Regions from separate parts of the Mus musculus genome. Here regions 2, 3, 4, 5, 6 and 7 are each linked to region 1. The links are chromatin contacts, called in public Hi-C, HiChIP or PLAC-seq and promoter capture Hi-C maps. All regions are on one chromosome and are shown on one strand. The core of a region is the stretch at or near the end of the contact, and the rest is flanking DNA. Distances in the headings are between cores, read along the strand shown.

Region 1 (2,766 bases), core at 64-2,563:
GCTCCAAAAAGAAACATCTCCACTGCTTCTAGCGTAAACAAGCAACATAAACATGAACTCCTGTTGCCAAGCCCCGTAAGCCTTTCAAATGAGTCACAGGATATTCAACCCTTTGGCTTCCTAACCATCACCACCAGGGCATTGCTCACATGATACACATGTCAACACACTAGAATAAAATGGTATCTTCCATGAACCGCATTTCTTAGCATTTCCTATTTTATTACTATGATTTTTTTTTACACATATAAAATGTAAAGTTTATCATCAATTTAAAAAAAAAATCTCTGTAAGTGCTTTTGGCCAGATCAATAGTAAACTGCAGTGGCAGAAATTAGTTCCTTCCACTTAAGTGTGTGAAAAATTCTCAGTGTCTGAAGACCTTGCAATGTGGCTCCGAACCTCAGGCATAGATGCACATTATATTTGGTAACTTTCTCACAAGATTAAAAATATTTAAAAATACTTTAACCCAATACTTCTATTTCACCCCTACATATATAACCTTTTAAACAATATTTGTTGAAACACCTAGAACCAAAAGAATAAACAGTAAAGAGAAAACCTTTCCATATAAAAAAAAAGCATTTAGCAAAAACAAAACAAAAACAAGAACAAAAACAAACAAAAAACACCTTATTTTAAAAAGCAGTTAAGCAAACTTCTACAGCACTATGAAACTATCTGGTCCATCCTTCCTGCTGCATCCCCATAAGTCTGTGGTGTTATGAAATACTTTTTAAATTACCATCTGTTACAAGCTCTGACAGGAATATTTAACAAAATTAGGTAAAATTTTGGATTCGTGCTGAACATCTGAAGCACCAACGGAATGAATATAGCATTCTATGTGTGGAAGCTAACATTTCAGGAGTGATTTCTTCCACGCAAGCTACCTTTCATAGTCTTAAACTCTGAGAAGGGAAATGATAGGACAAAAACTCTAAGCGTCTAAGCCGTCCTCTGAGGGGCTCTCCTGGTGCATGGTGAAGTGACGCTGTGCGGGGCTGGGGAGATCCTGGGGCTTCTCCCTGGAAGAGGGCTCGCTTCAGCCGCCTCCCTGCCACCTCGCCCCGACGTTTATCCTCTCCCTGCTCCTGCCACCTGTCTGCCTGTCCTTCCCTCCTCTCCCGCTAAGTCCCCTCCTGCCTGTGGAAGATGCAGCGGCTGGGGTCACAGAGATGGCCGCAGGAGCTCTCTTCTCCTTTTCTAAGCTCTGACAACGAGGCAACGGTGACACCCCGGGGCCTGCTCCTGAAGCACCCAGCACCCGGGTGCCATGGCAACAGCGCGCCTCTGAGGCCTTCTTCCGGACTTCCCACTACTGAGGCGGGGTAGGATCGCGCGCAGGCGCAGAACGGATCCCCGCGAACACCTGCGCCTTACATCCGGCCAGCGTTTCCAAGACCCGGAAGACTCGCATCCCCTTTGGTTTTCTGCCTTGAATGTGGATTTTGTATACCTGTAGTCAGATTTTTAATTTGTTTCCAAAACTTAACAATAAAAGTGCATTTCTGTGTTCATTTTCCTCAAGTAAATATTAAAAGATAACAGTTCCTCAAGTAAATATTAAAAGATAACAGTTGCTAGTTGTTAATTGCTGTTTCGACCCTCAGCTTAAAGAAATTATAGCCAAAATTGTATTTACAGAAAGGAGTTATGAAAGAAAATAGAACTTTAGTTCCAGCAATCAAACTCATCAAGAGAGGCAACTACAGTTTTCCCATAACTTCCCTTAATACCTTGGGGGATAATAGGAAAATAAGAGAACATTCAGATTGTGGTGATAGATAATAGGCCAGCCATGAAGGAGCTCACAGAGTGTAAATAGAAGGGCAATATAACATAGGTACAAATTCATCTAAAAAAAAAGGTGGATCGAGGAGAGATTCATATATAAGCTAATATATATTAATATATTAACCTCTCCTTGATTATATATATATATATATCTTTATATATGTAAAGAGTTTACTCCAGAGCTTACTTTTGAAAAATAGTATAAATTATGGGAGACGGGCTGGGCATTACACATGGAGATGATAGCTTGTGGGAAGACAGGCATCAACTTGTTTTGTTGACTCAAAATATACCAGATAGGGTGAAGCATACATCAAAACCTTATGCCTCACTGCCTGTTAGCAATTACATGCATAACTTGGAAGCCAACAATGTGATCTGGGGATAAACATTGTCATGTCTCATTTCCATGCAAAAATATTCATGGCAGTCATTCCTAGGAAACTGTGAGTTCCCTTTCAAGGAGAGACTGGGTTTAGACATTTACAAGCCTCCAGCCATATAAATGTTTGATAGATAGTTCTTGAGTTCCCCAGGCTAATAGGTCTTTAAAAGGAACTAACTGTAATATTTACAAGCTTGGTGAGGAAGGATAATGAAGGTTTCTGAAGGAAGTGGGGTTTTGGTCATCAGAGATGAGAGAGGAAAATACCTCGAAAACAGGACATTTTAGAAAGTTCACGATCAAATCATAGAATAACGAGATGTATCATGAGTGTTCAAGACTTACCCGCAGGGGAGGAAGGAATGAGAGAGGGGTTATGTCACACTTTATGCAGGCACATCATTTAATGCCTCTTCTCTCCAGTGAGCTGAGTGTACATAGGCTAACCATGACTGACCAAGGGAAGAAAACGAAGGACATGTAAGAACTGGTGGAAACACCTCACAGAAATACCTGGAGCTGGGCTCTCCTCATTTCCTAAGCATGTCTCAATCCATTCAAGTCGATGTTACCCATCAAAC
Region 2 (2,700 bases), core at 46-2,545, 860 kb before region 1:
CTTTTGTGGCCTAGAAGCTGCCAGCTCACTCTCCATTGTACAGATGAGGAGGGAGATTCAGAAAGCTGGGCTTCCTGAAGCCATACAGCTACTAGGAAGCTAGACTCAGGTCTCTGATGACAGTTACACATCCCTGCACACAACTCGGTGTCATTGCTGTATTGGGAGGGGACCCAAGCAGGGGCGGTCACATGACTCTGGAGGTACTTCCCTTAGCTTCTCACCATGTCAACTCGGGTCTCTAGGGATACTCTAATAAAGCAAAGGGCCGGCTCCTGGGAATACACTTGTTAGAGGAAGCAGAGAGATGGCCGTCTGAGCAGAGCCTCAGGGGTTGCAGATATAAGGGACCTGGTGGCAGATGGCTGGTTCCAGGAAGGACTTACATGGCAGGAAAAAACTGTCTCCTAGAATCCCTTTGGGGCAGGTTCTGGTAAAAAACTGAATTTCCTGGAACCGTAGACTATGGGATTTGAATTCTTTATAATTTAGATTATTAATGGAAATGTGATCTCAGAGCCTGCTTAGTGAAGCTTGCAAATATTAATTATAAGTAGAAAAGAGGTGATTGATCTTGGGATAGATTATAAAAATGTACTCTTGTCACTTAGCAAAAACTGTATTGCCGGCAAAACATTCAGAGCGCTTTAAGAACTTTAAAGGGTTTAAGTGGGAGAAAAGCTTTGCATTTGTCCTGATGAGACTTTGGATGGGGAGGCCAGTGCCACGTGAGGTCACTGTTTGGTGAGCCAGCCTCCAGGGTGGTGGTGAACAAGATAATACTTGTCTTTCTAGAGGTGGTGGAGCACACCTTTAGTCCCAGCACACAGGAGGCAGAGGCAGGAGGATTTCTGTGAGTTCGAGGCCAGCCTGGTTTACAGAGCGAGTTCTAGGAGTCAGGGCTACACAGAGAAACCCTGTCTGGAAAACCAAAAGAAAACAAACCAGAAAAGTAGAGGAGAGGAAAAGGAGTAGAAAGCTACCAGAAGCCATGTTCTTACTGCTGCAGTTCCAGAAGCCGTCTGTAGGTGGGGCTATTGCTCAACACACTTGTTTTTGGAAGGAGACAGACTCAGCCACTGCAGCTGTTGTATTGCAGTCAACCCTGTATGTTTATCTCAGTTTTATTGGAAGCACCCCCAAACCCTTGTTTGCACCCTGAGCCCTAGGAACATTTACCTGTGTCCTTAAGAATGTCTTTTTGTCAAGCTGTAAAACCCCAGGCTTACAGCATGACCCACAAAGGATGAGATGTCGCATAACGGATCAAAATTTAGATTTGCTGAGTCATGCAAGTTACAGCACTGGAGCTTATCCAGTAAGGCCTGGCCTTCCAAAAGGGTGCTGGGCTTTATGCTGAACGTTGACACACACGGGCGCGCATACACACACACACACACACACACACACACACACACACACTATACACGAGTGCACCCATGCACATGCGTGCGTGATTAAGAGGCCCCTCAGCTGTGACATAAACCCACTGCGGATATAGCATTTACCTGGTACGCTCTGCAACACCCTTATGGGATTTTGAAGGCAGGAGAACTAATGAGAATATGGGCTATGAGCTGCCTAGGCTGACAAGGAAGTCCTTTGCTTCTGGCCCAGAAAGTAGGCAAGCTTGTGTGTGTGTGTGTGTGTGTGTGTGTGTGTGTGTGTGTTTCTGTGTGTTTGTGTATGTCCAACATCAATGAAGCTATGAAAGGAGAACTCATTATTTTGGAAGGATGACAAAAATCTTTGGTCATTTCCAGTTCTCTCCTCCTCTCTTCCTCCTCTTTAATTTTTTAAAAAATCAATTCAATGGTGCATATATGTGAAGTTGTCATGTGTGGGTTGTAGATGTAGGGAGATGCCCATGGATGCCAGAAGAGGGCATCATATTCTCTGGAGCTGGAGTTACAGGTGGTTGTGAGATACTGGATACAGATGCTGGCAGCCAAACTCTGGTCCTCTATGTGAGGACCTTCTAAGTACTAAGCCATGTCTCCAGCTCCTTCAACGGATACTTTAAAATAGCATACATGTTTATAGACCTCAATATAACTATCATTTTGTAAAAAAATAAAAAATAAAAAATGAGTGTCAATTTTCAAAATAAGAATGGCTTAAGTCAGCCTAGGTCCAAATACATTGAGCATAAAACATTGTTCCTTGCTAAGGACTCTAGCTGCCCTCACCTAATAAGCTAATATTTAATCATAGTAAAAAAAAAATCTCAGCAGCCCAACTTGTCCCATGTCCTGTGCAGTGTTTTAACACTCTTAAACAGATTTAAACTAAACAGGTCATAAAGAGCCAAAATACACCCACATACATATAAGTGGCAGATGACGTGAAAGGTTGTCCCCTCCTGAGCTCACCACATTCATGTGACTGATCACCGTGGATGGCACCTGACCTTGCAAGGTTGCTCTTACTACTTGGAGTCTCCTTTGCTAATTGTTAGGAGTGGGACAGGGTGTTTGTTCCTCACAATTTTAATTATTTTAGAATTCTTCTTTAGGAAGCTTTCCGTTCTGTGGATAAACCTTAGCATATTTATCTTTACCCATCTGGAAAGAGTTGAGCTCCACTTGTTTTCTGTTACAAATGGCTGCTGGAAGCGAATATCCTTGCGCTGTCTGCTGCGAATGCCTGTGAGTGTCCACAGGCTGGAGACTTCAGGGTAGAAGCCGGCCTTCAGTGTGT
Region 3 (2,779 bases), core at 211-2,710, 960 kb before region 1:
TATTGAAACAAGGAATACATAGGCCTGGAATTTGCTATGTAGACTAGGCTGTTTTCAAAAATCACAGAGATTCTATACATTTTTTTCTTGGCCTAATGCAGAAAAATTCAAAGGAAGACTTCATATAGTAAGAATGTTGGAGGCTTGGTGAAAAACACACACACACACACACACACACACACACACACACGGCACTTGGGAAGAAGCAGAACAATCAGGAATTCAAGGTCCTCCTTAGCTACAATAGTGAATTGAAGGCTAGCCTAGGCTGGCTGTATGGAACTCTTTCAGAAAGAAAAGAGGATGGATTTCGTTGCATGTAATTTGCTCATTTACCTCCTTATTAGGTCTTCTAGCAGATCTAGATGATGTGAGGTTTACAATGTAACGTCAGTGAAAGGACCCCAGCCTCCTTGGGAAGTGCGTCAGGGGCCAACCTCTGGAGGTCAGTGATGGTAGACAATCCTCCACTATTCGGGATGAACATCTTTATCCTCTGCGGAAGCTGAGACGCCCTACTTTCCGTAGGCAATGGAAATAGAGTAACTATGTAGGAACCAAGGATAGGATGCCAACGGAATGAATTAATCCAGACACCTTGGGCAGGGGAAATTGATGATGGGTTCCTGGGACAGACACACAAACAGAAAATACCTGAGGAGGAAAAGGTTTACTTGGCTTAACACCTTCTGGTAGACAAGGTAGGAATTGAAGCAGAAATCATGCAACAACGCTGCTTAGCGGTTCCAGCGTCGATGAAACAAACACTGAGTGAATAAGAGAGGGGGTGTTGGAATTGAGATGGTGAACAGTTTTGAGATGCTCAAACATTAAACCATCTCATTTTGAGGCAGCTGGGGCCGAAAAGAATCAGTTGTGTTTTACCCAAAGATACACACAGTTGCACTGCAAGCATGGACGGAGCACCGGGCTTTCAGCGTCGTTTCCACTACACCTGTGTGCGGGTAGAAAAGTCTTAAAATATCATAAGGATAATTTGACGTTTCTTTCGTGGTACAAAGAATCAAACACAGGGCGTCGGCGGTTTGCACGGTAAGAAAGTGGGGCTCTTCCACTGGGATTCAAGGTGGAGGAGCTACTATTTGTCATTGGCTCCAAAGTCGCTGTTGGTGCTGGGCTTCCTGAGCGATAGGGACATTGGGCATGTCCTCTTCACCACGACTCATAAGCACAAGAGGTGATGACACTGCTTGGAGCGGTCTGTAAGGAGGAGGTAAGGCAGTGAAGCACGGGGCTCTGGATCCAGAAAGACAAATTCCCACATTCACTCTGGGGTGACGTCACCCGGAGACTTCAGGGCGGCGCGCCAGAGCGACACCCCCGCGCTCAAGTCCCGCCCCTCAGCGTCTCCACGTAAGACGTGTGTCACCCTGAGCTAGTGGTCCCGGAAGTAAAACCAGGAGGGGCGGAAGAGACGGCGGAAGGGCGGGCCTACGGCGCGGCGGCAGGGGGCGGGGCCGAGATGGTAACGGACGCGCCCAGGAGCCGCGCTGCAGAGAGGGCCATCGTGCGACCGCTGCCGCAGGCGCTTGCTCCGAGTAACCCTGCGGCTCCGCTTCTGCCATGATGATCCACGGCTTTCAGAGCAGCCACCAGGACTTCTCCTTCGGGCCTTGGAAGCTGACGGCGTCCAAGACCCACATCATGAAGTCTGCGGATGTGGAAAAGTGAGGCTGTGGGGCGGGGCCGGGCCGAGCCGAGCCGAGCCGAGCCGAGCCGGGCCAGGTCCGGTTGGTGTCCGGGCTGGGGGTCTGACGGTCTCGGTGCAGCCTCACGCGGTACTTGGGGCCGCAGGCTCGGTCCCTCTGACCGACCGTTGATTGACAACTTCAGTAAATGGTCCTGTTCCCTGCTCGCGGCGACCTCTGCTTGCTGGAACTGTAGCTTCTCAGGGTTGAACTGAGCGCGGCTGTTTTGGTGGACTTCACCTAAACCTCGCCGCTCCTTTTTTTCCTACCTAAGCCTGCGCAACCTTTCTGGGCGCGATGACCTGTTCCCTTGCGGGCAATGACGGAAATGGTATTTATGTTTAGTTTTGAGCTTCTTTGGTTCTGTGGTGTGCTCTTGAGGTTCTGAACATGAACCATTGAGTACCACAGACTTCAGAGGACGTGAGACCGTGTGACGTTACTGTGTGACTGTTTAGGATGAAGATTTCAGGTTTTTTTTTTTTTTTCTTTCCTTCTTTTAGCAAATCAGGTGCTGTGATAAGCACTTGAGATAGGACAGATGAAAGAGAAAGGCCCAAGGAATTCATAGTTTCACGAGAGACCGTTATATTATTGTGTGGTTGGTTAGGATGAAGATGTATACAGGTGTGTGTGCGCGTTAGTGTGTTCGCGCGAGGGTCAGTGCACCTGGGCAGAATCTTGATCAAGTCTGGAGACTGGATGGCCGGGTAAAGCCAGCACTCAGACTGAGATCTGAGGTGTTTGGGGATGCCTATAACTGTATCCTGACAAAGTTTGGGGGGGGGGCGCCCTGGCAGAGTGTTGCCTCCCTCGTCATTGGAGAGTTCTCTGTCTTGCTAAGAAGTTTGAATTTTATATAGTAGTCATCAGGTGTAGTTTTACTCAATATCTACATGCATCGTGGTTGTGTCTGGAAGGTTTCTTGGAGGTGTTGTAGAAGATGGAGGGCTGGAATGCTGGAGAGGAGGCCAGTAAGCAGGAAAGAGATGACAGAAGCTGAGATTCAGTGCTTAAGTTTGGTAGGCAGTTGATGGAAAGAAAGAAAAAGGGAGGCTCTTCAGGACCTT
Region 4 (2,700 bases), core at 96-2,595, 690 kb before region 1:
AGGGTGACTAATTCAGGCAAGTCGCTTCATCCTGGTTCCATCCAGGTCTCTTCATAAACAAAATGGACACAGTCATGCCCACTGTATCCTCCATTACAAGGTTTTGGGGGGCAGCACATGAGTGGAGGGTTGTGGCACCAAAGGGCTCTGCAGTAAGCATATTCCCAGGCAGGTGGCTAGGGAACTGTCGGGGTGGGAGGGCAGAGAGCAGAGCGGAGGCGTGAGGGAGACTGACCAAAGGTTCGGGTGCCCTCCTAGAGATTCCTGGCACCGAGAAGCTGGGAGAAATGCAGAGGGATGGGGATGGAGGCTCCTGTCAGCTGCAGAGGCAGTGTGTGTGTCTTGAGCTTCCTATCAGCTCTCAGGACTGTAAGAATGGGACTCCCAAGCACCATGTGAGCTTAAATCTAGAGTCTCTCTCTTAGGCTCACTATTAAAAGAAATAAATATAAAATGGGAAAGCAACAGGGGCTAGATTACTCTCTCTCACACACACATACACATACATAAATACACACATACATCATATATATCATGTATGTCACACACACACACACACACACATATGTGGAGAGAGAGAGAGAGAGAGAGAGAGAGAGAGAGAGAGAGAGAGAGAGAGAGAGAGAGAAACTAGAGTAAAATCCTTAGTGTGTCCACATGTGCAAGAGCAAGCCTCTCCATGAGAGAACAAGGGAAACTGGGCTTTGTGATTTAGTCTTCTCTGGTCCTTCAGCATCTGAGCGGGGTCTTAGAGGAGATGGATGCTTAGGATGGAGAATGGATGTACGTGTTTGACTGTTTGTGTCTCACAAATCAATACCTTCTCTGTGCTGCCTTAATGTACACGCTTTCTTTAATGACAAGAGCTAAAACAATCCAGTGTTCACCTCTCCCCTTCATACTGCTTCAACAGATATTGCTGGTAGAGGAAAGGGGCGGAGCATTTCCTTTCAAAGGTCTTTGGAGATTTTCATAGAATTTATATTCATTTGGAGGAAAGTATATTCCTTACAATGTTTGTCATCCATTTTATAAATGCCTTTTGTATCCTTTGGGAGAGTTAACTATCCCTGTAATAGAAAGCAATCTGGATATATTATGGAATGGACACAAAATTGTCATGAATTTTAAGGTAAGTTGTGAGATTTCAAAGAACTGCATACTGACATTGCTCACTTTCATCAAGATCTCACCTTTGGAGGAACTCTTCTTGCCGTTGAGGTTTGTGGAGTATTGCTTTTCCATATTTCCCTGAGAGACGGCTCTCTCTTATCTGAGTAGTCAATTCTGTAAGTGTTGAAGTCAAATGAGTTGGGTTCAAACCTCAGTCAGTCATTTATTAACTGTGTAATCTTGGGCAGGTGCCTTACCCCTGTCACATCCTCGGTTGTGATGTGTGGAGGAATTGTGAGGTAATAAACACCAGCTGCTATCAGACTGCCTCACACAGGGTGAGCACTTGTTATGAGCAATCTGAAGCTATGTTTGCTATAGTGTAGCATGTGAAAATGTGTACACATGTACTGGTATCTGTAAGTGAAAGGCAGAGAGGAAATTTTTCTTTATCAGACAGCACCCTACTCTTGTGAGGCAACTGTAGTTCCAAATTATTCATTTTACTCTCTGTTCAAAATGAACAGTTTTTTTCTTTTTTAATCACAGACAGGAGAGTAGATAGACTCATCAAGAAAAGGAATTGAAGGGCACAATGAGACAAGAGGATGAAGGAGAAACTATTCAGTACTCACTGGGATGGAAATAAAGAGCTCTGCAGTGAGAATCTCAAAAGCTTTGTGACCTAACAATGAGACCTGCGGAGAAGGCAGGGCCCCTGACTTGGGAGACAAACTCAGTAACAGAAACTTGGCAGAGTTTTGACTTCTTTCGACTTGGGACAAAGGCAGAAGAAGTAGTAAAAAATAATTGAAGAGTGGTTTATTATGTCTGTGTTGCAAAGGGGCAGGAAACCACAACTTTGAAGACGTGGAGGAAATGGTTAAGGCAACACTGTGAGCAAGCAACGGTGCTAACGCTGGGGAAAGTGAGGGCAGATGAGGGCAGCTAGGACTGTAGAGTCGCCTAGAAATTAACATCCCTCCCGTTAGGAGAAGCATGCTGCGTGTGTGACTTTGAGAAGTCAGTTACACTGACATTGGAACTTTGCATGAATGTTCGGGACCAAGCCAGATACCAAACGGTAGCAGCAGAAGATGGGTAGAGAAGACTCAGTGTGGGCCCAGAGGTGAACTTCCTTTCAGTTTTGAAATCAACAATGATTTCTCTGATTGTTAAAATATGAGTGGAAGATTCTCATTACTGCGTTTTTGTGAGGCACCCCAAATGGAGTCATTCTTTAACTAAAGAGGCAGTAACTATTATGAATGCTCCCAAGATATTATCTATTATTTATTTCCATTGTTTATACAAAGAAAAAGATCGACTGTGAACCAGATTGTATGAATAGTTATGTAGAAATAATGTGATCGGAAGCATTAAGGATCAGGAACACAGAACAGTTTTCTCAGGGATGTGCATCCATGAGTTCAGATCATTGGAAAGATAATCAGTGGGTGTGGTTGATGTTAAGCTTCTTATTGGACCAGACCCAAAAATCAAAACACAGCTCTCCCTCTTGACCCCACTTTCGCCTTCAACTGCAGCCCTTTATCTCTTAAGTCTCTGCCATGGCACTTACAAGAT
Region 5 (2,875 bases), core at 264-2,763, 770 kb before region 1:
TGTGGGCAAGGAGAGCCACTGACGGTGTTTGTATTCAAGATGAGAGAGTTCATGAGCTGGAGGGAGAATAGGAGCAATGGGGTAGTTCTAAAGGAGATGGCAATTGAGCAACTGCAGGGAAGGACAGAGAACAGAAAGGGAGGAGCTAAACTGAAGCCCAGTGTGGTGGCTCATGCTGTAATATCAGCACTTGGGAGGCTGGGGCAGGCATATCACTGTGAGTTCAACGTCAACTTAGACTACATAATGAGTTCAAGGCCAACCTGGATTATAAAGGGAGACCCTATATAACAAAACAAATGCAAACCACCACCACCACCACCACCACCAAAGACAGAAGAATAACATAAATATGCTAATACAGTATTTGGAAGAGGTCAGAGGTTGGCTTAGATCCCTATGTGGCATTTAACTCAATTTATCTCATCTCTGCCTCTGTCTCTCATCAACCATGTCTGAAGTTTGTTTATTTGCTTTTTAAAAGAAATAATCACACCAACAAATGTTTATTCTGGTATCTTCTTTGCAGTTTAAAATTTAAGGGCAATCTACCCATCTCCAGGCATGTTTCATCCAGTAAACCCAGGGTTATGTCCTGCTATTGGAACACTGAGAGCCTAGGAAGGCCCATGAGGAGCAAAGACAAAAGCTCTGGATCAGGGTTGCTTTTGGGATGCAGCAGTGGTACACTGGTGTACTATATCAGGAACATGAAAAGTGGGGAGGGAAGGACACGCTGAAGAGACAGCAAGCACGAGAATGAGAACAGAGGGCAGATGGGAGAGAGAAACCAGACAGAGCCAGCCGCACTGGAATCTTTCATTCTGACAGGTCCCAGCGCAGGCAGCAGACCTTCTAAGGAACCACTGCAGCCTGCCTGCAGAGGAGGAGCCTGGCAGCCCAGATTTGCCAAAGACAAATGCTGCTCTGCAGACAGGGAGCAAGGGCACTGCAGAGAGGCCAGCCAGGAGCATGGTGCTGTGCAGAGGGGCATGGGAGGACAAAGGGTGGAATGCAGGATGGGTGACTCACTGAGATCCCTGCCCAGAGCAGGCGTGGCTTCATGGCCACCCCTCGGAGGGGCCTTAGCATCTTCCTTGTGCTCAGGACACGGAAGAAAGCTAGCTGGAGAGTACACATTCTCTCCCCCCCTCTCTCCATCTTCTTCTCCTCTTTCTCCTCCCTTCTTCCCCCTCCCTCACCCCTCACCAATTCCTTCCCCTCTCCTTTTCCTCTGCCTTCTTCAGGAAGGCCCCCCCCCCCACCCCCCGTGAGATTGGCCTTTTAGATATGTGACCTTGGATGAGCCATGTAAGCTTTAATTTCCTTGTCTAGAAAATTGGGGCAGCTCCTAAAACAGCTATGCAGGCTAAATAGAAGATGCTTGGCATTGCCCTTTTCACCTGGGGCCATGACTCAAGCTGTTTTGTTCCTGCAGAATCTGTATGACTTCGTAGTTAATGGCTGACTCATCTAAGGTACCAGTAGCAGCTTGCCTGATTGCCCCTGCCAGGAGAATGACAGAAGATTGCTCAGCCAGGGTGCCCTGCAGCCGTTGCCAGAGGCAGCCAGAGACTGTTAGGTTGTCCTTCTATGAAAACCTACCTCCAAAAGCCACTTGCCTTTCATGGCACATTCACCCTGTGTCCAGTGCCATGCTAGGAGCTGTGCACCGAGGATGCGGAGCTATTTAGCAGGCCTTCCTTCTGACCTGGATGCAAAAGGGACCTTAGCACTGGAGAGGCTAAGATTATAAATCCCAAAGCTCAGAAATAAATAAATAAATAAATACAGGGTCTGTATTTCTGAAGCCTAGGGGCCTTGGCATTGGAATTCTATACCTGTATCAAAGCTGTCATGTCTCAATGACAGACACATCTCATACCAAATTAAATAGGAGACTTGATAAGGGCCTAATATCTTTATCATTTTGTGCCAGGTGTCACACCATGGTAATATTACTATAATCTGATAATGGTAGATGCTGTGAGCTACAATTTTTAGTTGACAGGACACATCCTCTATAAGACATCCCAAGGTCACATGGAAAGGGCTTTGCTTAAAATAAACTTAATTTATTTTTAAGCTTCATACAAGTGTATGTTGCAGGTTGAACAAACTCCACCCATTTCTCCAGCCTCCCCTTTCTTGCTCCTCCCTCTAGTCCTCCCCTTCAACCGCCTAGATAATTTTACTTCTACTCTCATGTCATATATACACAATTTTATGTCCATAGGAGATACAGGAATCACAAACGAGAGAAAGCGTAAGATATTTGTCTTTCTGAGACCATCTTAATTCATTTAGTAGGGCGATCACCAGTTATACCTACCTTCTTATAAATGACCTGGCTTCCTTCTTTGGGATTGAAAAATTCCATTTTTTTATAGGTGTCTCGTTTTGGTTTTTTGAAACTCATTCCGCTATTGTTAGCTAATTGTCTGACCCTGCAACAGAATACTCCAAGAATGGAGTATGTCCCCTAAGAACTTTCTGGCATAAGTTTAAGAGTAAGGATGACCCCACCCACCCACCCAGTCCCTACTGATAATTAGTGTGTACAAACCACAGCATCATAGGGCAGAAGGAGAGAGTTAACTGACCTGGATTGGGGAGCTCCTGGGAGGGTCTGCTGATTTTGTATGGCCAGGCAGCCTTTCCCCATGAACAACAGTGAGCAAAGACTACATATCCCCTCCCCCCCCCACCCCCCCCCGCCCACACCATATTCATTGCTGCTGTGTCTTGACAGCTTAACAGAAGGAAGAGTTAATGTGAGCTCAGAGGGCTTTGTCTGCCATGGTGTAGAGAGCATGAGGGAGCAGAGAATAAGAGTTCACAAGAAACAAGGGGAGCAACAGGAAGTGGCCAGGGG
Region 6 (2,764 bases), core at 40-2,539, 940 kb before region 1:
CAGTCACAGGCTGACCTCAAACCCAGGGATCTGTCTGCCTTTTTAAGCATACAAAAAAACTTAGCTGGGTAGGATCTCCGTCAATCACCACTCCCTAACTCTCTGTATCTCCTTCCGTAGTATCTTCCTGACCAGTTGGCTCACAGCACAGCTGCTTTTGTTCCTTTAGATTAGTGAAACACCTTGTATAGTTCCTTATATTTTACATAGTTGAGAAATTATATATTTTTGAGCTCATGTTTTCAGAGTTTTTTTACAGCCTTAAGGGCTGTCCTGAAGGTCCCAGGGTTTACCATTTTACTGAGACATTAGCTACACTTTCGCCTCCTGGACTGATGGAGTCATTAATGTTAACAGGGAGGACATTCCTCAAAGGAGGAACATGAAAATACTTAAATTATACAAACAAGCCCTAGGCCACAGCAGCCATGACATCATGGAGGCCTCTGCCCTGTTCCAGGCGTGGGAACCACGTCCTTCCACCCCTTCCAAAGAAGATGTGCTCCTCCTGGGCTCTGCAGGGTGGGTCTCTCCTGGGTTTGTCTCCAGCACCAGGGCACCTGGAGATCTTCGCTGCCATCCATCTGAGTCCTGTTCATTCTGAAGAAGCTGAGAGGCAGGGGTGTGACCTGAGTCCCATCGCTGCAGCTGGTGCCATGGATGTTCCTCTGACTTAGCACCTGACCCTCTAGAATGTTTAATAATTTATTCATGTTTTGAGATTATACTAGAGTTCCATAAATTTTCTCTTTCCCCTCCAAGGCCTCCCATGTCCTGTATCTCCTTAGTCTTTCAAATTCACTGTCTCTTTCTTCCATCATTGTAAACATATAGATGCATCCTACTTCCTCTGTGATGTCACTTGTATGTATATGTTCTTACACATCCCTTTTTCTTCCAAAAACTGGTGCCTCTGTACCAGCATCTGTAATTATTCTGACATAATTTTCCTGTATTTTTTGCTCCCCTGGAATTTGTGAAGTCCTTCCGTGGCACTTGGGTTTTGTGATGAACTGGCTTAGTACATGTCTACAAAATAAGTATTTTTTTTTTAAACCATAGTACTTACTCTGTCTGAATATAGTGTATGCTTGGATTAGAATAGTTAGTAACTGTCGTAGAATGTGTACTGGACTCTAACTAAAGATTGAACTTTCAAGTTACTCAAGTAACGGGTACTAGGGAGGGATTTGATCAAAATGTGTGGGATTCTTTTAGCACTTACAGTAGCACTGTCAGTTATGACACCAAGTTCCTTGAAGATCAGCCACACAGTTGAACGATTGAGTAACAGGAAGCAGCTGTTATCTGGGGGAGCACTCAATGCTCCTCCTTACGTGGAGTGTCCCCAGGGCTGAAATTAGCATGCTTTGTGAACTCTTACACTAGAAGGTTTCAGAAATCGTGTGAGCCATAACTGAGAATATACTAATACGATTTTATGTTTTTCCTAGCATGTTCCACCTTCCCTCTTCACGGAACCTAATGAAATATCACAATATTTACCAATTAAGGAAGCAGTTTGTGAGAAGCTCGTATTTCCAGAAAGAATTGATCCTAACCCAGTGGACTCACAAAGTACGCCCTCAGAATAAAATGTGGTACAGCAGACTCTCTCCATGTGGAACCTGACTGGAAACCTTGGCTATTTGTAGGGGTATTTTTATTATGAGAATTAATTTCCTTGCTTATGCGCAGATTTTCTGTAGCCTTAAAGGAAAATAAAAGATTGCTGCAGGCAGGTTCCACACAACTCCTGTTTATCCTGTCTGTTTTCAAGTTCCTGCTCCAGAGAGAGATGTGCTCTGGAGCTTACGTCAGCAGTGATGTGTGTGGGTCTCATGAGGGGACATGGTCTGCATCCGGCCTGAAGCATCGTCTTCACTGTGAGGAGGCTGACTGTAAGGCTGTCACTGAGCCCCGATGCCTGGGACCTGCCGGCCGCCATAGGATGCTGACTGCATGCTGATGTGCTACTCTGGCTCTTGGCTGTGGGCTTTCTGGTGTTTGTTCGCACTTACGGAGAGTTGTGACATGTCACCTACAAAATTAATCTTGTATTAGTCATTAGTTGGAGTTTCTGGGCAACATATTGTGTGTGTTTGTACACACAAGTATTTTTTAAATCTTTTCATTTAAATGTCTTTGTCTCTGAGTAGTGTTAGATTACTTATTTTGATAATTCATTGTTAAAAATTGTGGAGAATTAAAATAAAATAATTGACTTTTTAAAAAAAATTAAAGAGGTGGGCGGTGGGGAGGAGGAGTGTGCATCTGAAGATTGTATTAGTGTATCCCTGTGAGGAGTACCCAGGTGTGTCCTTGGCCATTTCTAAATATGACATATGCCATTTTATATTTATTTGTCCAAGTGTCTTTTGTAAGAGGAGAATAAATAATAAGGAATTATGTATTCATAGTTTGCTGTTTATTTCAGCTTTTCTTAGACTTACTTGAAGATTGGATTAGGATGTATCGTTCTCATTTATTTTGTTCTGAACCCGTTCAGTATTGCAGACACATTTCCCACGCAGATTACAAATGGAAACTGCTAGGTATGAACGCGATCCCCTAGTTTGTTCGCCTTTAAGCGCCTGTCTCTCTTCTCCCTCTGCTCCTTACACTCCTGAGGGCACTTTTAAGTAGTCAGAACACATGGGTACATGTCATGCATAGCATCCCCTTCAGTTCTGAGTACCGTGTTCTCTGATGTGGTATAAGGGATTACATAATGAAGCGATAGAATGTGGTTGGTCCTTTATAC
Region 7 (2,848 bases), core at 295-2,794, 610 kb before region 1:
AGGCGCTGTGTTGGGGTTCATTTCTCCTTGAATTCCCCATCTATTAAGAAGCAGGATGCTCACTGCTTGAAATGTCAGCAGTACTAGTGGCACCTTCATTTTGTCAATTAAAATTTACACTCTGACCCATTGTAGGGGTGGCCATCCGGCTCAGTGATGCTCTCATTGTTCTTCACGTTGCTGCATGAGGGAATACATGGCAAGCAGGGAGTTGTAAAACTTCCGGTAGGTTTCATCTTCACAAATAAAAATAAATGGTCTGAGGGAGACTGGAGAGGCTGCAATTGTGCTAAGCATCTCACCATGATAGCTCAGCTATTCATACCTTATGAAATCGTGTTCCAACTGAATATAATTTTGTTTAACTTAAGGGAAGAGCTTTTGATAATTAATGTTCACGTATTTTTCCAACTGAGGTCATACAGCATCTGCCATGCGATTGGCCAAGTCTTGGTTAATGGGTAGACATAGCGAAGGATTTGATTTTATCACTGCCCTCTTCAAGACTGAGATTTGTCTTTTCTATCTTTTCCACTTCTGAAGCTTCCCAAAGGCGAGTCTTACACTTTGTATTTCTAGAGGATCCTTTCTAACATTCTCCATGGCTTAGGAGTTTTTCTAGCTCCCGTGATATGGGTTTAAAAACCTGTTTCTTTACGGCTGTCCAATGTTCTTCCTAAGTGTAGGCAATTGAGAGCTAGCCATGTGGGATGTGGGAGGTGACGGTGCATGCTGAGAGTTCAGGAGAAAGGGCCAAGCTGATATTCTAGAGAGAACACTTGAAAGTTGGTAAGCACTGTGACCCTTCAGTCTTAGAAGTGCCATCCCTATTAGCCATCAGAGATGCCATTCTACATACTGGTCTGTCTCACTCTGTCTTCTTTCAGCCCCTCCATGTTCCTTGTCCATCCTGTCTGTATCACTTACCATACTGGACTACCATGTGGGATCTCATCCATGCTACCTTCTCATGTACTGTGCCCTAATGTCATTCAGTTTGGTCACAGTCTGTGGCCCGACAAGTGGCTAGTTTAGTCACCTGTCCCTAGTAAACCAATTAAAAGAGCCAAATTAATAATGGAAAGGAGAAAAGGAGATTTATTTCTTATGGCTAAACTGGAAAGAGGGACAAAGAGATCTAGGGAACCCCTCCCACAAGTCTGTCTTCAATCTCTGAAATAAGATTAAAGTTTAATCGGAGGACCAAGGATATGCCATCTAAGCCATGCAGTCAAGGAAGGGTGGTCCACCAACCATTGACACATACTCTATCCTGTTTTGTAAAAATCCTATGTATTTTAATTGAGAAGCATCTGGACTTTTAGATTAGTTGTCCCCTCCATGTTCCAGGTGTCCCCTAGGGAGATGGGGGTCTTTTTCTGAGTGTTTACTAGGTTATCCCTTAGGTACTTAGAGACAGATGGTCTGCAAGTATTGGCTCCTTTTCCAAGCATTAGTAGAGAAAACACACACACACACACACACACACACACACACACACACACACACTATATTGTGCACAGGCTGTAGATGGGTACAGTCTCCCTGCCCCTTCCTGCAAACGTAAGCATGAGGGACAGGAAGTAGCTGTTTCTAAACGTGACCCGTAAATATTAAATTTTCTGCCATTTGTCTTTCCACAATAACCTAAGGCAGTTTCTGTCTGGATCAGCCTCAAAAGGTCAAGATATTTGTTTTTGCTTTCTGAGTAGAAATGTTTTTTAGGCTTCTAAAGAACACTGCTTGGCAGGTGCTTCCTGTCACCCCAGCTTTCACATGGACAGTCAAACATGTCACCAGCAAGAAGTGACTTCACTCCTGCCCCCCTCATACAGGTGCCCAGGTTCTGAGCTATTCAGAATGAATGATACTGATTAAGATGTCTAGGGTTAATGGCCAGTCATAGGAGACTTATTTGGAGAGAAAGATAGACTGAATTAGGGTGCACCAAAATGGGGCTACATGTTACCTAAATGTTTAAAACAACATGATAAATAAAGAGCAAGAATAGAGTTATTTTATACTGTCCTAAGAATGGAACTGTTGAGTTGCAAGAGGTAGATGTTGGTGCACAGTGAAACATCGTTTTCCTGGAAGAGTTGCCTACAAGCCAATGGGCTTCCTGAAATAGCCAGCTCCGATCCACAGCTGTGCTTAAGCACACACAGGACCAACACCTGAAGGTTGGTGCTGTTATTTCTCTCTCTCTCTCTCTCTCTCTCTCTCTCTCTCTCTCTCTCTCTTTCATAACACTCTCCTTTGGGTACATTTGAGGGGAAATACCTTTCTTTCATCTTGTAGCATGAGAGGAAGAGGCAGAAAAATTTTCTGTTTGCCCTGAGTGCCAATAGTTGATACTGCCTTGTGAACTTAGAGACCCTGGGACTGCCCTTCGGGCTCTGTTTTCAATGTGAAACGCCCATTTTCTGTGTCACATGTACTCTCCTTGCAGCTTTTCTTCCAGGGCACGGCACTTGCTAGTCATTTCTGAAAATGGCTCTAAGTGACTTGTTTGTGTTGTTGCTTGTTTTAGTGCCATCATTTATTGGGTGTCACCTTCCTGTTCTCTCTCAGCTACCCTTCCTCTGCCAGAGAAAGCAGTTAGCAGGATGTGTTAAACCAGCAGTTTACAACTGGGAGTCAAGGAAGCAGGGCAATGGAGAGGTAAAGTCTCCCATTTTTTGTGGTCTATTGGGATTTCAATGTGTGGTCTTTTGTGGAGGAAATGAAGATGATTCTTACCATGTCCTGGGATCTCTCTGTGCTGGATATGCGCTGAAGCGTGGTCCCTGCCCTGCAACATTCTATGTATTCTATGTTCTTCTTGGAAGACTAAGTGCAAGCAGAG

The links. Promoter capture Hi-C pulls out the DNA fragments that hold promoters and counts their contacts. Hi-C and Micro-C count contacts between places; a contact is called where the count stands out from the background. HiChIP or PLAC-seq counts read pairs in DNA pulled down with a chosen protein or histone mark.
Region 2: a promoter capture Hi-C map of pre-B cells shows a contact between it and region 1. The contact joins the enhancer-like site here to the promoter of Ccdc181 in region 1. A contact is called at or near these places in 5 of 39 promoter capture datasets (the C10 cell line, cranial neural crest, hematopoietic stem and progenitor cells and 1 more), 1 of 15 datasets of contacts at CTCF or cohesin (large pre-B cells), 2 of 484 Hi-C or Micro-C datasets (B cells and bone marrow-derived macrophages) and 10 of 115 datasets of contacts at active chromatin or transcription factors (T-cell acute lymphoblastic leukemia, embryonic basal ganglia, embryonic forebrain and 6 more).
Region 3: a contact with region 1 is called in an H3K4me3 HiChIP or PLAC-seq map of bone marrow-derived macrophages, with 5 times the contacts expected there. The contact joins the promoter of Tiprl here to the promoter of Ccdc181 in region 1. A contact is called at or near these places in 2 of 39 promoter capture datasets (embryonic stem cells and pre-B cells), 1 of 15 datasets of contacts at CTCF or cohesin (large pre-B cells), 11 of 115 datasets of contacts at active chromatin or transcription factors (the 230-238 cell line, the SCID.adh cell line, astrocytes and 7 more) and 1 of 9 other capture datasets (adipose tissue).
Region 4: an H3K27ac HiChIP or PLAC-seq map of large pre-B cells shows a contact between it and region 1, with 3 times the contacts expected there. The contact joins the promoter of 1700029M03Rik here to the promoter of Ccdc181 in region 1. A contact is called at or near these places in 2 of 115 datasets of contacts at active chromatin or transcription factors (large pre-B cells and memory CD8 T cells).
Region 5: a contact with region 1 is called in an HNF4G HiChIP or PLAC-seq map of pancreatic cancer cells. The contact joins the enhancer-like site here to the promoter of Ccdc181 in region 1. A contact is called at or near these places in 3 of 39 promoter capture datasets (embryonic stem cells, hippocampal neurons and pre-B cells), 6 of 115 datasets of contacts at active chromatin or transcription factors (the 230-238 cell line, the NIH/3T3 cell line, embryonic basal ganglia and 3 more) and 1 of 9 other capture datasets (embryonic stem cells).
Region 6: a contact with region 1 is called in an H3K27ac HiChIP or PLAC-seq map of large pre-B cells, with 6 times the contacts expected there. The contact joins the enhancer-like site here to the promoter of Ccdc181 in region 1. A contact is called at or near these places in 2 of 39 promoter capture datasets (neutrophils and pre-B cells) and 5 of 115 datasets of contacts at active chromatin or transcription factors (bone marrow-derived macrophages, embryonic stem cells, forebrain and 2 more).
Region 7: a contact with region 1 is called in a Hi-C map of regulatory T cells, with 4 times the contacts expected there. The contact joins the enhancer-like site here to the promoter of Ccdc181 in region 1. A contact is called at or near these places in 2 of 39 promoter capture datasets (embryonic stem cells and hippocampal neurons), 1 of 484 Hi-C or Micro-C datasets (regulatory T cells), 6 of 115 datasets of contacts at active chromatin or transcription factors (the 230-238 cell line, embryonic forebrain, embryonic stem cells and 3 more) and 1 of 9 other capture datasets (embryonic stem cells).

Annotation. Positions count from the first base shown.
Region 1 is chr1:164,274,145-164,276,910 of GRCm38.p6, reverse strand. It overlaps Ccdc181 (coiled-coil domain containing 181), which reads right to left and starts at 1,313. Exons shown (of 6, transcript NM_029115.3): 1 at 1,150-1,313.
Region 2 is chr1:165,131,011-165,133,710 of GRCm38.p6, reverse strand. No RefSeq gene overlaps it. Among named protein-coding and RNA genes, the nearest start is that of Tbx19, 28 kb to the left of the region's middle. Within about 2 kb of position 1,295, at least 62 of the 459 cell types and tissues checked have an H3K27ac peak or open chromatin away from gene starts, as enhancers often do. A contact at or near this core is called in bone marrow-derived macrophages, embryonic stem cells, hematopoietic stem and progenitor cells and 2 more, where this site is marked.
Region 3 is chr1:165,235,639-165,238,417 of GRCm38.p6, reverse strand. It overlaps Tiprl (TIP41, TOR signalling pathway regulator-like (S. cerevisiae)), which reads left to right and starts at 1,460. Exons shown (of 7, transcript NM_145513.4): 1 at 1,460-1,688. The coding sequence starts at 1,585.
Region 4 is chr1:164,959,532-164,962,231 of GRCm38.p6, reverse strand. It overlaps 1700029M03Rik (RIKEN cDNA 1700029M03 gene), which reads right to left and starts at 1,345. Exons shown (of 2, transcript NR_166148.1): 1 at 1,194-1,345. It overlaps Gm39692 (a long non-coding RNA gene), which reads left to right and starts at 1,837. Exons shown (of 3, transcript XR_865701.2): 1 at 1,837-2,242.
Region 5 is chr1:165,044,884-165,047,758 of GRCm38.p6, reverse strand. All of the region lies in intron 5 of Gm51669 (a long non-coding RNA gene), which reads left to right. Among named protein-coding and RNA genes, the nearest start is that of Gm51669, 15 kb to the left of the region's middle. Within about 2 kb of position 1,513, at least 151 of the 459 cell types and tissues checked have an H3K27ac peak or open chromatin away from gene starts, as enhancers often do. A contact at or near this core is called in the NIH/3T3 cell line, hippocampal neurons and pancreatic cancer cells, where this site is marked.
Region 6 is chr1:165,214,571-165,217,334 of GRCm38.p6, reverse strand. It overlaps Tiprl (TIP41, TOR signalling pathway regulator-like (S. cerevisiae)), which reads left to right. Exons shown (of 7, transcript NM_145513.4): 7 at 1,455-2,764. The coding sequence ends at 1,595. Among named protein-coding and RNA genes, the nearest start is that of Tiprl, 21 kb to the left of the region's middle. Within about 2 kb of position 1,289, at least 44 of the 459 cell types and tissues checked have an H3K27ac peak or open chromatin away from gene starts, as enhancers often do. A contact at or near this core is called in bone marrow-derived macrophages, where this site is marked.
Region 7 is chr1:164,881,582-164,884,429 of GRCm38.p6, reverse strand. The region is part of intron 2 of Gm32652 (a long non-coding RNA gene); the gene reads left to right. Among named protein-coding and RNA genes, the nearest start is that of Gm32652, 17 kb to the left of the region's middle. Within about 2 kb of position 1,544, at least 28 of the 459 cell types and tissues checked have an H3K27ac peak or open chromatin away from gene starts, as enhancers often do. A contact at or near this core is called in the 230-238 cell line and regulatory T cells, where this site is marked.